Linked DNA regions of Mus musculus: all the other regions are linked to region 1. A link is a contact called in public HiChIP or PLAC-seq data. All regions are on one chromosome and are shown on one strand. Each heading gives the region's core, a stretch centred on a gene start, on an enhancer-like site or on the middle of the called end of the contact. The rest is flanking DNA. Distances are from core to core; before and after follow the strand shown. Region 1 holds the start of Spryd3 (SPRY domain containing 3). Region 2 has its middle 10 kb from the start of Sp7. Region 3 holds the start of Aaas (achalasia, adrenocortical insufficiency, alacrimia).

Evidence for each region. HiChIP or PLAC-seq counts read pairs in DNA pulled down with a chosen protein or histone mark.
Region 2: a FOXA1 HiChIP or PLAC-seq map of pancreatic cancer cells shows a contact between it and region 1. The contact joins the enhancer-like site here to the promoter of Spryd3 in region 1. A contact is called at or near these places in 15 of 39 promoter capture datasets (the 3T3-L1 cell line, 3T3-L1-derived adipocytes, the C10 cell line and 10 more), 4 of 115 datasets of contacts at active chromatin or transcription factors (CD8 T cells, the SCID.adh cell line, bone marrow-derived macrophages and 1 more) and 3 of 9 other capture datasets (adipose tissue, liver and pancreatic islet).
Region 3: an H3K4me3 HiChIP or PLAC-seq map of embryonic stem cells shows a contact between it and region 1, with 13 read pairs. The contact joins the promoter of Aaas here to the promoter of Spryd3 in region 1. A contact is called at or near these places in 15 of 39 promoter capture datasets (3T3-L1-derived adipocytes, the C10 cell line, cranial neural crest and 9 more), 6 of 115 datasets of contacts at active chromatin or transcription factors (the 230-238 cell line, the SCID.adh cell line, bone marrow-derived macrophages and 3 more) and 3 of 9 other capture datasets (adipose tissue, liver and pancreatic islet).

The regions. Positions count from the first base shown.
Region 1 is chr15:102,133,874-102,138,825 of GRCm38.p6, forward strand. It overlaps Spryd3 (SPRY domain containing 3), which reads right to left and starts at 2,342. Exons shown (of 11, transcript NM_001033277.3): 1 at 2,263-2,342. The coding sequence starts at 2,285.
Region 2 is chr15:102,374,234-102,379,185 of GRCm38.p6, forward strand. No RefSeq gene overlaps it. Among named protein-coding and RNA genes, the nearest start is that of Sp7, 10 kb to the left of the region's middle. Within about 2 kb of position 2,083, at least 222 of the 459 cell types and tissues checked have an H3K27ac peak or open chromatin away from gene starts, as enhancers often do. A contact at or near this core is called in 3T3-L1-derived adipocytes, CD8 T cells, the SCID.adh cell line and 8 more, where this site is marked.
Region 3 is chr15:102,347,753-102,352,704 of GRCm38.p6, forward strand. Aaas (achalasia, adrenocortical insufficiency, alacrimia) reads right to left here and starts at 3,007. Exons shown (of 16, transcript NM_153416.2): 1 at 2,744-3,007; 2 at 2,201-2,328. The coding sequence starts at 2,866. It overlaps Gm36246 (predicted gene, 36246), which reads left to right and starts at 3,075. Exons shown (of 3, transcript NR_155425.1): 1 at 3,075-3,160.

The DNA of each region.
Region 1 (4,952 bases), core at 1,092-3,591:
GCGCCACCACCGCTCGACCTTTATTAGGATTTTTATTGTTTATCGTGTGCTCTGTTATCAGAGTTAGGAACAAAGTTATGAGCAAGGTAGAGGAATCTGGATGCTTGTTCTCACAGAGTTTCCACTCAAGTGGGCATAGGGGAGCATGGCAGATAATAAATACAAATGGTCATATTTTTTAAAAAATTTTTTGTCTTATTTATTTATTATATGTAAGTACATTGTCACTCTTCCATTACGGATGGTTGTGAGGCACCATGTTGTTGCTGGGATTTGAACTCAGGACCTCTGGAAGAGCAGTCAGTGCTCTTAACCACTGAGCCATTTCTCCAGCCCACAAATGGTCATTTTAACCAGTGGAAGAAAAAAAAAAAAAAAAAACCCACAGAGATGTAACAAAATAGCGGACAGGGACAGACTCTGAGGTACTGCCTGAAAAACTGAAAGAGAGGCAGGCAGTGTAACAGTGTAACAAAAACCATTCCATACAGAAGAAACAGTTGCTCAGGCCCATGGTTAGAAAAAAGGTGTCATGGCAGAGAAAAACAGCCCACCAGAGCCATTGTATGTAGGGAAAGTGAATGACAATAAGGTAAGGGGGGAGAGGAGGTGTTGGAGAGATGGCTCAGCAGTTAAGAGCACAGACAGAGGTCCTGAGTTCAAATCCCAGCAACCACATGGTGGCTCACATCCATCTGTAATGAGATCTGATGCCCTCTTCTGGTGTGTCTGAAGACAGCTACAGTGTACTTACAAAAAATAAATAAATCTTAAAAAAAAATAAGAAGCCAGGCGGTGGTGGGTGGTGGCGCAGGTCTTTAATCCCAGCATTCAGGAGGCAGAGGCAGGCGGATTTCTGAGTTCAAGGCCAGCCTGGTTACAAAGTGAGTTCCAGGACAGCCAAGGCTATACAGAGAAACCCTGTCTCCAAAAACAAAAACAAAACAACAACAACAAAAAAAAAACCAGAGTAGAATAAGGTGGCAAGATATGGAAGCACAGGCCTTTAATGCCAACACTCCAGAGGTAGTGGCAGGTGGTTATCTATGACTAAGAGGCAGCCAGCCTGGTCTCAAAGCAAATTTCAGAAGACAGCAAGGTTTAGACAGAGAAACCCTGTCTAAAAAAACAAAAAGAACAGGGTAAAGCAAGAGTCTATCCACAGTCAGGACTTTTAAATTTTATTTCAAGGGTAATGAAAAACTTCTAGGGAATTGTAAACAAGAAACGGTATGAATTTTTTGTTTGTTTGTTTTTCTGAGACAGGGTTTCTCTGTGTACCTCTGGCTGTCCTGCAACTTACTAGCCTTGAACTCTGGCCTGCCTCTGCCTCCTGGGTGCTAGGATTAAAGTGTGTACCCCCACCCTGCCTGAAGCCCATGCTGTTCAATTCACTGAGCCTTCTCTTCTGCCAGAACCCCAGCCCTTTTTAGTCCGCAGAGGTAAACGGATTTCTGAATTCTTCAACAGCCTGCTCTACATAGTGTGTGCCAGGGTAGACAGGGCTACACAGTGAGGCCCTGTCTCAAACAAAAGAAAAAACAACTTAGCAGATCTTAACTCCAAGTTGTAACAGAATTCAGAGGGCCGCAGCCCCTAAAGCAGCAGCAGTACCGGAGAAAAACATGGGACTCTCTCGGTATTTAGACAACCAGCAAGGCCAGTAAATGAATGAATGAATAAAATCTTCCAGAGATCCAAAAGCGGGAAAACCATGAAGAAATATTTTCTTCCTGCCTCCCAAACACCTGGCACTGTGCCCTACACACAGTAGGTGCTTAGCAATCCTGGGCTAAGCTGAGTTCGATCCCAATGTGCACATTGGGGCTCTTCTGCAGGAGCTACAGACCAGCACATGCCCCACAAGAGCAGACACCTGCGGCGCAGCACTGGGATCCCCCAGGGCCCTGGGCCAGGACTCGAACCCAGGTAGATGCCGGAGCCCCAGATCTGAAGGCATCGGATCTTCGAGAACCTGACAGCCTCAGCACCAAGCAGCTGCCGCCGCACTGGGTCCGGGCACGGCCTCAGGACCGCGGGGTCTCTCAGGTGACACCCGGGACCACCCGGCCTTAACCTGTCAATGAGGCTACGCCCCGTCGTCACAGGCCCTGGCTGCAATGGGGAGGGTGCGCGGCGAGAGGAACGCCCGTGACCGGAGCCCCTGGCCCCGCCCTGAGGCCGCAGCCGTCGCCCAGGACCCCCGCCTCGAGATCTGCAGAGACCGAGGCCTCCGGGACCCCGCCCCCGATCCCCGCCTACCGGGGCCGCCGCGTCCTCCTCATCCATAGGCCTCTCAGCTCCGCGTTGTAGCTCTTCGGCCGCCGCCACCACACACATCCGGGTCCCCGCCCTTCCTCTGCTCCGTCAGGCCCGCCCCCACCGCTAAATCTGACCAATCCGCAGCGCTTCTTGAAGATGGGCGCCCTCAGCAGCCAATCGCAGGGCACAGGCGGTGCGGAGCGCGGCCCGGTGAGCTGGGTACCTAACACTCGGCGGCGTCTGAGGAACCCTGGTGTCGGGAGGGTGGGGGAGGCGACGTGGCTGCCCGGACGCCACCTCGGACGCCTGGAGCTCAGGGAGGCGGTCAAGGGGCGGCTCCCTTGGGGCGGAGTAGGTCCCTGTGCCCGTGCGCGAGCTTCGTGTTCCCAGAGCCAGAAGTGATGCTAAAAACCTCTCTGGAATGTCCTTTTGAGCCACTTAACGGCATGGGGGGGGGGATTTTTTTTTAATGTTATCTCCTATTTTACGCGTGAGAAGCCAGAGGCTGATCTCCACAGCGGCAGCACTCGGCTGGCACCACATGCTTTCTTCTCTCCGGAGCACCCCTTTGCACCACGTTCGTTCATTCCAGGACAGGCGTTCCAGAACAGGAGAGAACATATGCAAAAGGCACAGTGGGATGAAACCCGGGTGCTCTTTGGGCTTGGGCTTGGTAGGAAAAGTTAGCTCGGGTCAGAATGTACCGGAAAGGATACTAATCTTTATCATGCACCTCCTATAAAGGGTATGATTGTCCTTGGAAGGAATTGGGATTCTTGGACGACTTCAACGTTTTGCTCTTAAGACTGAATATTCTTTCCAGAAAGACTCATCCTGTGTCAGAAACATAAACGAACATATTTGTGTCTTTCCACATCTAAATTTATTGAGTATCAAATACATCAGCAAGCGATGTCAGCTTCATTGGCGGCAATTTGCCAATTAGACCTGATTTACATTGATAATGGGCCCTTACCAAACACATGAACTTTTACTTTAATATTAATTACTAACTCTTGGGTCACAGATTACATATCCTGTGTGTACTTATGTAGGTTAACAACATGGCTAGAAAAGGGTTAAAGAAGCCACAGCATAATTCAAGAGTTCAGAGGCCTTACTAGAGACAAGAGCTGATAGAGTGCAAAGTCACTGCAGCCAGAGAACAAACCTAGCTGGGGAGCTGCTGAAGGTTCCAGCCTGGGATGCAGCCATAGCTGCAGGTCACAGGGCTGAACACCTTCAGAGGCAAAATGTGAGACTGGGTATGGATGAATACGTGGGCAACCCGTAATGCGAGTAGGTTCCATCAGCTGTGGACCCCAGTTGGGCTGAAGCCCCAGAAACAGTCAGCATTTCTCTGTTGTCCTTTGAGGCACACACAAGGTAGTTGGTAGGGACCACTGTCCCCAGAGTGTTAGACACCTTCCTCATGGGGTCCAACTGAGGGTGTTTCTTGGTCTGATTATGTTTAATACATTCTTTTTGTTGTTGTTGTTTTCAAGACAGGGTTTCTCTGTGTAGCACTGGCTGTCCTGGAACTCACTCTGTAGACCAGGCTGGTCTTGAACTCAGAAATCCCACCTGCCTCTGCCTCCCAACTGCTGGGATTAAAGGCGTGCACCATCACTTCCCGCCGTTTTTCTTGAACCTGATGACACTTAAGTGATTTTAACACGCCCACTGACTGTATAGTCTCAATCGTTTGTATTTGGATCCATTTATAGAGTGGTACCTTTCACTTTTAAAAAACAAGATTTATTTATTTATTATGTATACAGAAGAGGGCACCAGATCTCATTACAGATGGTTGTGAGCTACTATGTGGTTGCTGGGAATTGAACTCAAGACCTCTGGAAGAGCAGTTAGTGCTCTTAACCTCTGAGCCATCTCTCCAGCCCTACCTTTCACTTTTTAAATTAACTATTTACTTTAGTGCTTCGCCTGCATATATATGTGTGTGTGTGTGTGTATGTGTCTGTTTTGTATATAGGTAAATAGATAGATAGATCATATATTGATATATATAATCTATGCACCATCTGTGTGAGTTACAGACAGTGAGCTGCCCTATGGATTCATGGGACTTGAATCTGGGTCCTCTAGGAAGAACAGTCAATGTCTTTACCCGCTGAGCCATCTCTCCAGGCCACCTTTTCACTCTTAGTTATCAGTCTAGGATTCATACGTAGTGCTAGTGGTATGTATATGCAGAGTCCCACTCCAAGTAGAGCCAGATACTACTTGTACGAGTCACACAAGGCAAGACAGCCTGAAAGCCACCATTTTACACAATATAGAATAACTTAGAGCAAACACAGCCTAATCACGATTCACTCTTATGCAGTGCCTCGTTTATTTACTGTGCAATGTCAGGTGTGGTGACATGCACCTGTTTTGATAAGTATTTACTTTTTATTTACTGGAGGTAGAATGCATGCCTGACATGGCCTAAGTGGATAAAGATGAGAGAGCAGCTTCAGGAGTTGCTTCTTTCCTTCCACCAGGTGGGTCCCAGGGGTTAAACACAGGTTTGGTAACTCTGAACCATCTCGCCAGACCCAGCACTCATTCATTAAAGCCAACTGTGCATCAATGTGTTTAGACCTCAGACGAGTCCCATGTGATTCTAACTGGATACTTCTCTACAGTGCTGGGCAGGAAGACCAGGGCTGTAACTGAGTTAGTAG
Region 2 (4,952 bases), core at 833-3,332, 240 kb after region 1:
ACTGCGTCCAGCTGCTACATTCCAATCTTTAACTAACTTCCTCTCTCTCTCTCTCTCTCTCTCTCTCTCTCTCTCTCTCTCTCTCTCTCTCTCTCTCATGTCAGGGGATTAAACTCAGGATCTTCTACATGCTGAATAGGCAGAGCCCTGCTCTAGTTGCTCTAGTTGTTAGGATCACAGCTATATGAGAGATATAGGGTAAGTCTACAGAGAGTTGACTCACTCAGCAAACACCTACTTTATGCAGAGCACACAGAGCTAGGCACACAGGTCTGCAACCATAAACATGACTGATCCAGTTCTGTGCCTCACAAACTATCCTGTAACTAACAAAAAGAGGAAGCCTTTTAATTAAAGCAAGTAGTGTGTGCTACAGGAGACAGAATTGATCTAAGTCAGTAGTGGAAGGCTAGAAGAAAACCATATAAAGAAACCAAAAAAGCTGAAGGTGGTCCTAGCACTTAGGAGGCTGAGGTAGAGGGAGTGCGGTGCCATGAGTTTAAAACTAGCCAGAGCTACATAGTAAGATTCTACCAGAGGAAAGAAGGAAGAAAATGGAAGGAGACGAGGGAGGTATGAAGGAAGGAAGGAAGGAAGGAAGGAAGGAAGGAAGGAAGGAAGGGAAGAAGGAAGGAAGGAAGGAAGGAAGGCTCAAGGCTCAATAAAAATAAGACTTGGTCTGGCGGGGTGAGGTTGAACACACTGGCAATTACGACAATTGGGACAGAAGGCAGAAAGGCAAGAGAATTGTGAATTCCAGGTCAGGCAGCTATATCCCGACATTCCGTCCTCCAAGAAAACAACAACAAAATAGAAATATTGCAAATGCACATTGTTCCAGGGTAAGAAGAGTTAGCACCTCTGTGCATATGACTGGAGCATAGGGTGAAGGCTGAACCAGGCCTCGTGGAATGGGCCTGTATTCCCAGCTACTCCAGAGACTGCGGGCTACTCAAGAGCCCACGGCCAGCATAGGCAATTTAGTGAAGCTCTGCCACACACACAAAGGGGATGTGGGGGTTGGATTCTGTAGACAGTGGTAGAGTGTTTCACAAGCATAGATCCCAGGAGTTCCACCCCAGAACATGAGAGAGAAAGTGGGGGTGGGAAATGTCTCATCAGCTATGCAAGGTATGTGACCTTAATCCCCAGGACAACATATAGAAATGTTTGTATATTAAAAAGATAGCCCTGGCTGCAAAGATGAGCATGAAAGGGGGTCTTAGAGCCCGACAGTTCTGTGTCTGTCAGCCATTTAGTATGGTGCAAGCTTGGGCAAACTGTTTAACCTAGGATTCCTCTTCTGTAGAAAGGAGAAACAAGACAGTCATCTCTCAAGGTTGTTATAATGATTTGAAACTGTGCACAGTGCTCAGTGGGTAAAGATACCTGCCATCGTGCCAGGGGACCTGAATTCTATCCCTGTGACCTACAAGGTAAAAGGATAGCACTGACTCCTGACCTCCACCACATATGCATTGTGACACACACACACATACACACACACACACACACACACACACACTCAAAAGCAATTTGGTTTATTTGGTTTTTTGAGAAAGGGTTTCACTGTGAGCCCTGGCTGTCCTGGAACTCACTCTGTAGACCAGGTTGGCTTCAAACTCACAGAGATCTTCCTGCCTCTGCCTTTGAGCTCTGGGGCTAAAGGTATGGGCCACTACGGCCTGGCTAATTTTTTAAAACCCACAAAAATTAGAAATGTATGCTGGACCACCCACTCGATGCTAGACATCAATCACAGGGTCTCACACAAACTACATAAGCGCTCTACCACTAAACTACACCTATAACTACCACTGGACTACACCTATAATATAACTAAACTACACCTATAACTACTACCAGACTACACTTATAACTACTACCAGACTACACTTATAACTACCACTGGACTACACCTCTATCCCTTAACTATAAACAGTATCCACCGCTTAGTACTTGCTTCATACATGATACGTGTTAGTTCATCACAGGTTGCTGGAGGACAAAACTGGAGATGAGGATGGCAATTGGTGTCATCACACCAAGCCAGAGGTCAAAGTGTACGGGGTGGAAAGGAGAGCCAGCCTCACAGGAAAAATGAGCAGGCATGCAGGTTTTAAAGTTCAGTGCTGAGAATAGCTCTGGATAGTCAGTGGCTCTGCTCAGCATTGAGGAAGGGGCCAGTGCAGTATCTGAGCGTTTTCTCTCAGCATTCTAGCAGGAAGCCCCTGAATGGCTGGGGTGCCTCTAAAGAACTATTTTCCTACCCTTTGACACTCGCCCCTGCTTCTCCCATTCCGTCCTTTTCTCCTCTACTTAGAAACTTTCCCCGCTGCCCTTGTCAATGAGAGTCCGCCATCGCGCCCATCTCCACCCTCCTCCTCCATCTCAGTCAGACATCCCTCCCCTCCCCTGCATTTCAAAGCATCAAAGCACTGTTCGACTTTTTCCAAGAGGAGGCTCGAAGCAAGGCGTACAGTGAAAGTATAAGCCTCCAGCTAAAGCTGAGAAACAGAGCGGGCAGAGGGACAATGAACATAGTGAGGTCTGGGCTGGGGCATCTCCACCGCTTACGCTGGCCACCTGGGACCTCTTGCATGCCTCAGTGTCCCGGTGCTGCTGGCAGGCAAGGGGCGGGCCGGCTGGGGGCGGGGCGGGGCGCAGGCGGGGCCGGCCGGGCCAGGCGCCCGGGCAGGAGGCAGCTGCATATCTGCGGTCCCGACCACAATTGCTGGGAGTCGCGTCCCGGAGACTGGCGGCGCTGACTCTGCCCGCTGCGGCCGCCGCGCCGATTAGAGCCCGAGAGGGAGCGCCAACCCCGGGGAGGGGGGCGATGGCGGGGAAGCGCTGGTGCCCCTTGGCCTCCATCCTAGCCAACACCCCCAATGCCAAGTCGGGTCTTTCTCTGCCTCCCTTATAAACTTAGCCTCCCAGCCTTGGCTTTCTCCAAACTGGATCTAAAGCTAGTGCTTTGGGACCCTGCAACAACCTGAGGAAGTTGACATCCTGTTGACCTTTCCCTCTTCCCCAGCACCCAAAAAAGAGGACTCAGAACCTCAGGATAAGCGTTCTCGGGCAAAAGCAGATCGAAGAAGGAGCCTGAGACGCCAGAGGACAAGCATTCCGAGGCCAGAGCACCCCCTGCTGGCTGGCTCTGAGTCCCTGCCCCTCCCCCTCCAGCTGTGACCTCCAGCTGTGGTGGTTGGGAAGAGCTGGCTTCTTTGATCTAGAAGCGTGGCCACCCCCTCCAGGCGCCCCATTAACCTCCATTATCCCAATTAGGCATCCCTCCCAGTCCTGGACATGAGCTTCAAAGCCCCTTCAATGCGGAGAGGAGAGGGGCTGACTCTTTAGCCCCTCACCAAGCCAAGTCATTTTCAGGCAATACCCAGGTATCCTGGTCCCAGCTGGCATTCATGGTAGGTAATAGAACTATAAAAAGGATTCGAGAGAATAAAAAGGGAAAGGGACCCTATTTTCCAAGTTCCCAGTTTTGCATTAAATGATTGAGGTGGTAGCATCCAGGATCCTGGCTGACCTGAGATTCCCATCAACTTATTCAGCTTTATCCCATCCAGAGAGGAGCCAAGAGCCACCCTCCTCCATCCTTAATCCTATCGCAACACTCCCTCCCCTCCTCCTTCCTGTAACAATTTCCGCTGGGGGAGCCCAAGCCGGGTTCAGCACAGTGGCCGCTTCCTGGAACATTTTCCTGTATCCGAAACCGCGGCTCCCTCCCCAGGGACCCACTGATCAAGGCCAGATGGGAGCAGGGATGGGGGTGGAAGCAAAGGAGCCAGGCTCTCCCCATCACCCCCCTCCCAACACATTTGCACACCACAGGGAGCCCCTGCCCTGACACACAGACTGACATAGGCACACACCACATGCCACAGTCATACACTCATGGGCATTCGTGGCGACACAGGAACCACAGGCTGAGTCTTAGAAAGTCAACACACCCACAGATATCACCACATGCTATCTCCACCCCACCCCATCCCCGTCTAACTTCTTGGTCCTTTTTTGCTTCGTGAGGAGACTTTAGAGATCCAAAAATAACGGGATACCACCCTAGGAAGGTATTAGATTGCTTCTCTGAGGGCACCTCCTAGCTGGTTCCATTATAGAAATGCAGGGTATCCATCCACTAAGTTTATATATGACAGCCAAAATCAAAGAGAGCAAAGAGGAGCAGTTCTCTGATTCCTGAGGAAGAACAAACATTAGGCTGACTCTCAAGGACAGGCAGGAAATCAAGAAACCTCCCTGGTGACAGGCCTCTCTTCCTCCCTCTTTGCTGGTCCTCTGATATTTATTTACAAGGTTTCACTATGTAGCCCCTGGCCAACTCACAGAGATTGGCCTGCCTCTACTTCCTGGGTGCTGATATTAAAGGTGTGGAACTGGGGCTAAGATTTAAGAGCGCTGGCTGCTTCTTTCAGAGGACTCAAATTCAACTCCCAGCACACACATGGCAGTCTGTAACTCCAGTTCTAGGGAATCCGACACCCTCACACAGACATTCATGAAGGCAAAACGCTGATGCACATAAAATAAAAATAAATTATAAAAAAGAAAAAGCATGGGTCACCACGTGACATCATGGGTCTTGTTGTAGTTTTGTTTGTTTTGAGACAGTCTCAAACAAACTAGAACTCAATATGTAGACCAGGCTAGCATCAAACTCACAAGAGAGTCACCTGCCTCTGTCTCCCAAGTGCTGAGATCAAAGATGTGAACCACCACACAACATCCAGCTTTTCTGTTTGTTTTTGGTTGTTTGGGGGATTGTTTTGTTTTGATATAGAGCTTCCTGTGTATACTTGGCCTTGAACTTCTGATCCTACTGCCTCCATCTCTCAAATGCTGGGGTTACAGGTGTGTACTATCATGCCTCCCATCTGTTTGTCTCTTACCTGGCTGGGTATAGGTTGGTCTGTGGATAG
Region 3 (4,952 bases), core at 1,757-4,256, 210 kb after region 1:
ACAAAGACAAAAAAGGAGGTATTATATTTTTAGTGAGTACCAACTATGCATCAAGCACTTTATATATATTGCCCTTTAACTTACTTAGGACATTAGATTATTTATCACGTTAATCTAAATGACATTTTGCCCACTTACAGATGAGGCAACTAAATTTCAAGGACTGGAGGTGGTAGAATTTCTGAGCAAGTCAGTTAGGGCTTGGCCAGGCGTGCGGGCAAACACCTTTAATTCCGTTTGCAGGAGGCAGAGGCAGGAAGAACCCTGTGAGTCCTCAGCCAAACTGATCTAAGTGGTGAGTTCATCCAGCCACGGCTACAAACTGATTCGAGAGGAGGCCCTGTCTCAAATAGAGAATGAGGGAGAAAAGGGAGAGGAGGAGGAGGAGAAAGGGAGGGAGGGAGGGAGAGGGGGGCATCAACCATACTTTCAAACAGGGAATGGAAAGTCATCAAAGTGTCTTCAGCAAGGGAAACAAATAATCACAAGAGCACTTCAGAAAGATCAGTTTGGACATTAGAGGAGTCCAGAATGGAGAAAGGGATCAAGTAAGAAACTACTTAAGGTGGCCCACGCCTTTAACCTCAGCACTCAGGAGGCACAGGCAGGCAGATCTGTCTGAGGCCAGCCTGGTCTACATAGAAAGTTCCAGGACAGCCAGGACTGTTACACAGAGAAACCCTGTCTCGAAAAATAAAAAAATAAAATAAAAATTAAAAAAAAGAAAGAAAGAAAGAAAGAAAGAAAGAAAGAAAGAAAGAAAGAAAGCAAGCTACTTAAGGACTCCTCAGAATAAAAGGTGAAGTAGCCTGAACTCTCAGGATATAAAAGAGAGAAGTTTGAGAAACTTAGGGAGCAGAATACATAGAATGGAGGAATAATTAAGATATCAGTGGGCTGGAGAGATGGCTCAGCGGTTAAGAGCACTGACTGTTCTTCCAAAGGTCCTGAGTTCAAATCCCAGCAACCACATGGTGGCTTACAACCATCTGTAATGACATCTGAAGCCCTCTACTGTGTCTGAAGACAGCTACTGGGTACTTAAATATAAATAATAAATAAATTTTTTTTTAAAAAAGATATCAGTAAGGCTGAGTAATATTTTGAGAAACAGCAAGTAGTAATTATATCAACAAATACATCTATAACATACCAGGCACTGGGCTAGGTGCTTCCATAGGCAATTTAACCATCACCACAATACCACTGCCCAGTTTCTGTTTTGTTTGCTTTTGGTTTGGTTGGTTGGTTTTGAGATAGTCTCATGAAGTCCAGGCTAGCCTCAATTTTGCAATGTAGCCAAGAATAGCCACGTGCTTTTGCTCCTCCTGCCTAGTGTGAGATTACAGACATGTACCAATCATACCTAGTTTTACATGGTGCTAGTTACTGATCTTAGGGCTTCCTGCATGCCAGGCAAGCACTCTGCCAACTGAGCTATACCCCAAGTCCTGTATGTAAAATTTGGATAAAAGGCTATTTGACAACAACTCACAAAGTAACAAGCAAACTCATGAACCCAGGAACATAATTGCCAGGGATTCGTTTTTTTTTTGTTTGTTTGTTTTTTCAAGACAGGGTTTCTCTGTGTAGCCCTGGCTGTCCTGGAACTCACTCTGTAGACCAGGCTGGCCTCGAACTCAGAAATCCGCCCGCCTCTGCCTCCGGAGTGCTGGGATTAAAGGCGTGAGCCACCACGCCCGGCACCAGGGATTCTTTTTACAGATAATGGCAATGATAATAATGGGGATGGCAAACACATCAAGGGATTAATGTGCCAGGAAATGCTTCTATGTGCTTTGTATCTATTTAGTCACCATGGTTTAAAGGGGTTTGGCTTTAGGACAGAGTAATTATGTAACTTTTCCAAACGTACAGTTAAAAAAAAAAAAGATAGCACAGCTTTAATTCTTACATGTCCTACATATTAACGAATCAATTCAACCTTTTCCTAACTTTCCTGAGCTTCAGATAAAAGCAAATGAGGTCGGTGCTGAGAGCAGGTTTGTAAAATCAAGCCAAGCTATTAGGGATAAATGAGGTTTCTGGTACACCCTTGAGTTTTACAATAAAAATGGATCACCTAATATGATTTGTGGTAATATGAAGACACAGACTGCAATAAGCAGCCATTCAAGAGCTGCCCAAAGCAGGCTCGGTAGACCATGGCCTATTTAAGCCACTGTTTGCTATGCCTCACCAAACATTGATGCATCTCTTCCACACTTGCTCACGGTGATGGATGAAGGCAGTTCTTGTACCATGGTCCAGCCTCCCTGGGGCTTTTAGGGGATCCTTGGTCAGGTGTAGGACAGGAAGATTGATCCACTATACCTCAGAAGAGAGGGAGGCAGTCAGTCTCTTCCCCAAATCTTAACAGAACTCCTTGCCATCTCCAACCTATGGCATAAGAGATTCCACGGCCCCATTTCCCATACCCACAAATGTAACACTTGTGGGACAGAAAATTTTCAGTCCTCATCTGCAAACCACAATCGTTTTTCACAGGGTTGACACTAGAGAAGACCTGATGGACGGCATCCATCATCTTCTCTACCCCTCCTAGAACCTCCTCACATGCCTTGGCATGCCTAACTGGGTAACACAGGCCCTAAAATATATTTCGTTCTCTCCAGTCTCCTGTGGGAGTCATGCCGTTCCCAATCACTTGTGAGCGAGCCCCGCCGCGTCGCCTCTATTCCCACTTTCCGCATCCCCACCGCAGCGTTCCCACCCGGACCACCTGGCCCCGAAAGTCGGGAGGCGGGCTCTCATAGCTGTTGCCGGTCACCAGCTCGTTATTGTGCTCATACAGGGTGACTTGACCTCTAGGCGGCGGCGGGGGGAACAACCCCAGGGAGCACATCTTGCCAGTCCGGAGAGCGTCTGGAATCGACAGGCTCCCGGCTGGTGACGACTGCGCTCCCCGGAATCTTAGTTCCCGGGCTAGATTCGTGTGAGGACGGGTAGCCGTACAGGACAAACGACTGCGCGAAGCTGAACGGAAGTGCAAGGAAGAAAGTTCCGAGTCGGGTTTCGGGACGGACTTCCGGGACTTCCTGGCGCGCCCCCTTGCGTACGGAGCGGGCACGACGCTGACACGTCCGAGGACCGACCTGTGGCGTAAGGAGCGCCGCGGTTTGGTTTTGGTTTGTTTCCTGTAAGACTACTGTTTTTTCCAACTCTGAATCCCCAGCAGCGTCTCCCACTCACTTACTTAGTACGGAAAAAGCCCAAAATAAGCCAGGTTTAGGAAAGTACCTAATTAAACTCTCCAACCCCCGTAAATATCCTTGAGGAATATACAGACGATGTCATCCTACCAGTGAGCTTTCCCCGCCCCCCCACCTCCAAAAAAAAAACAAAAAAGACTTTAGAGGACAGTCAGAACGGACTTCACAGGGTAAGGCGTCCTGAAAGAGAGAGACGGACACTGGAAGGACAGTAACTTTTCCCGAGTATATCACTAACAAACGCTTCTATAATCCTTACAATAACCCCAAAAGTGCACCGTTGAACTACCAGTAGCAAAATGACACAGATTGGACCAAAATACACACAAACCAGACATTGGTGGGGCATATTGGCCCAAGGCTGTAATGCCTACAGGATGTGGACAAGAATAAAAGGTTAGTGTAGACTGCGTAGCAAGCCCCTGCCTCCAAATACCGTTGACTCCGATCTGTAATCCCAGCATTGGGAGGTACAGGCAGGAGGATCACTGAATGTCCACTCCATAGTTCTCTTCCAACTTGAGATACATACCACCCTGACTTTGTCTTATTTAGGCTTTGTTGTTTGTTTGTTTGTTTGTTTTAAGATTTGTTTTATTTATATGAGTACACTCTCATGGTTTTCAGACACACCAGAAGAGGGTATCTGATTCCATTACAGATGGTTGTGAGCCACCATGTGGTTGCTGGGAATTGAACTCAGGACTTCTAGAAGAGCAGTCAGTGCTCTTAACTGCTGAGCCATCTCTCCAGCCCTAGGCTTTATTTTGAGGCAGGGTATGGCTATGTTGCTCTGGCTAGCACGGAACTTGCTATGTAGACATGACTGACCTTGAATTCATAGAGATTCATACCTCTATCTCCCAAGAGTGCTGAGATTAAAGATCTACCACCATGCTCTCCTGAGACCTTTTCTGAAACTGAAGGGGTTGGGGGGGGGGCTAGAACTACAGAGAGATGTTTAGATGGTTTAATTCTAACTTAATTCAATTGTGAGCTCAAAATCTGAATAGACAAATGGGAGGGAAGTGTGGGATGGTGAGACTCACAGGAACGGTATTAGCCTTTCCCTGCTATTGCTATCTCTCTGCTTCCTGGCCATTATGAATAAGCAAACTCTTCCACCTGCTCCTGAATCTATGATGCTCTGCCTCACCTGACACCCAAAGAAATGGACTCACCTAGCCTTTAATTGAAACTGACTCTGAGCCTGACCCTCCTCCTCGAGAGCACTTTTGTCACTGGGCATGGTGGTGCATGCACACCTGTAGTACTATACAGGGAGTATAAGGGGCTTTTAAAAATATTTTTTTAATTTGTGTTTTGCCTGTATGCACCTATGTGCACCACATGCATGCAGTGTCCACAGCAGCCAGTAAAGGGCGCTGGACTCCCCTGGAACAGGAGTTACAGATGGTTCTGAATCATCATGTAGATTTGGGGAACAGAACCAGGATCCTCTGCAAGAACAGTAACTGCTCTTAGCCACTGAGCCATCTCTCTGGCCCCCAAATAACTTTTTGCTTTGTTTTGTTTTTCAATAGAAGGATTCTCTGTGTAGCCCTGTCTGTCCTAGAATTCACTCCATAGGTACCCCAGTCTGGCCTCAAAACTCAGAGTTCCATCTTCCTCTGCCTCCCAAGTACAGGGATTAAAGGTGCCACCACTGCCACCATCACCTGGCTCTTAGTTTGGTTTTCATTTCCCAATAAATTAACT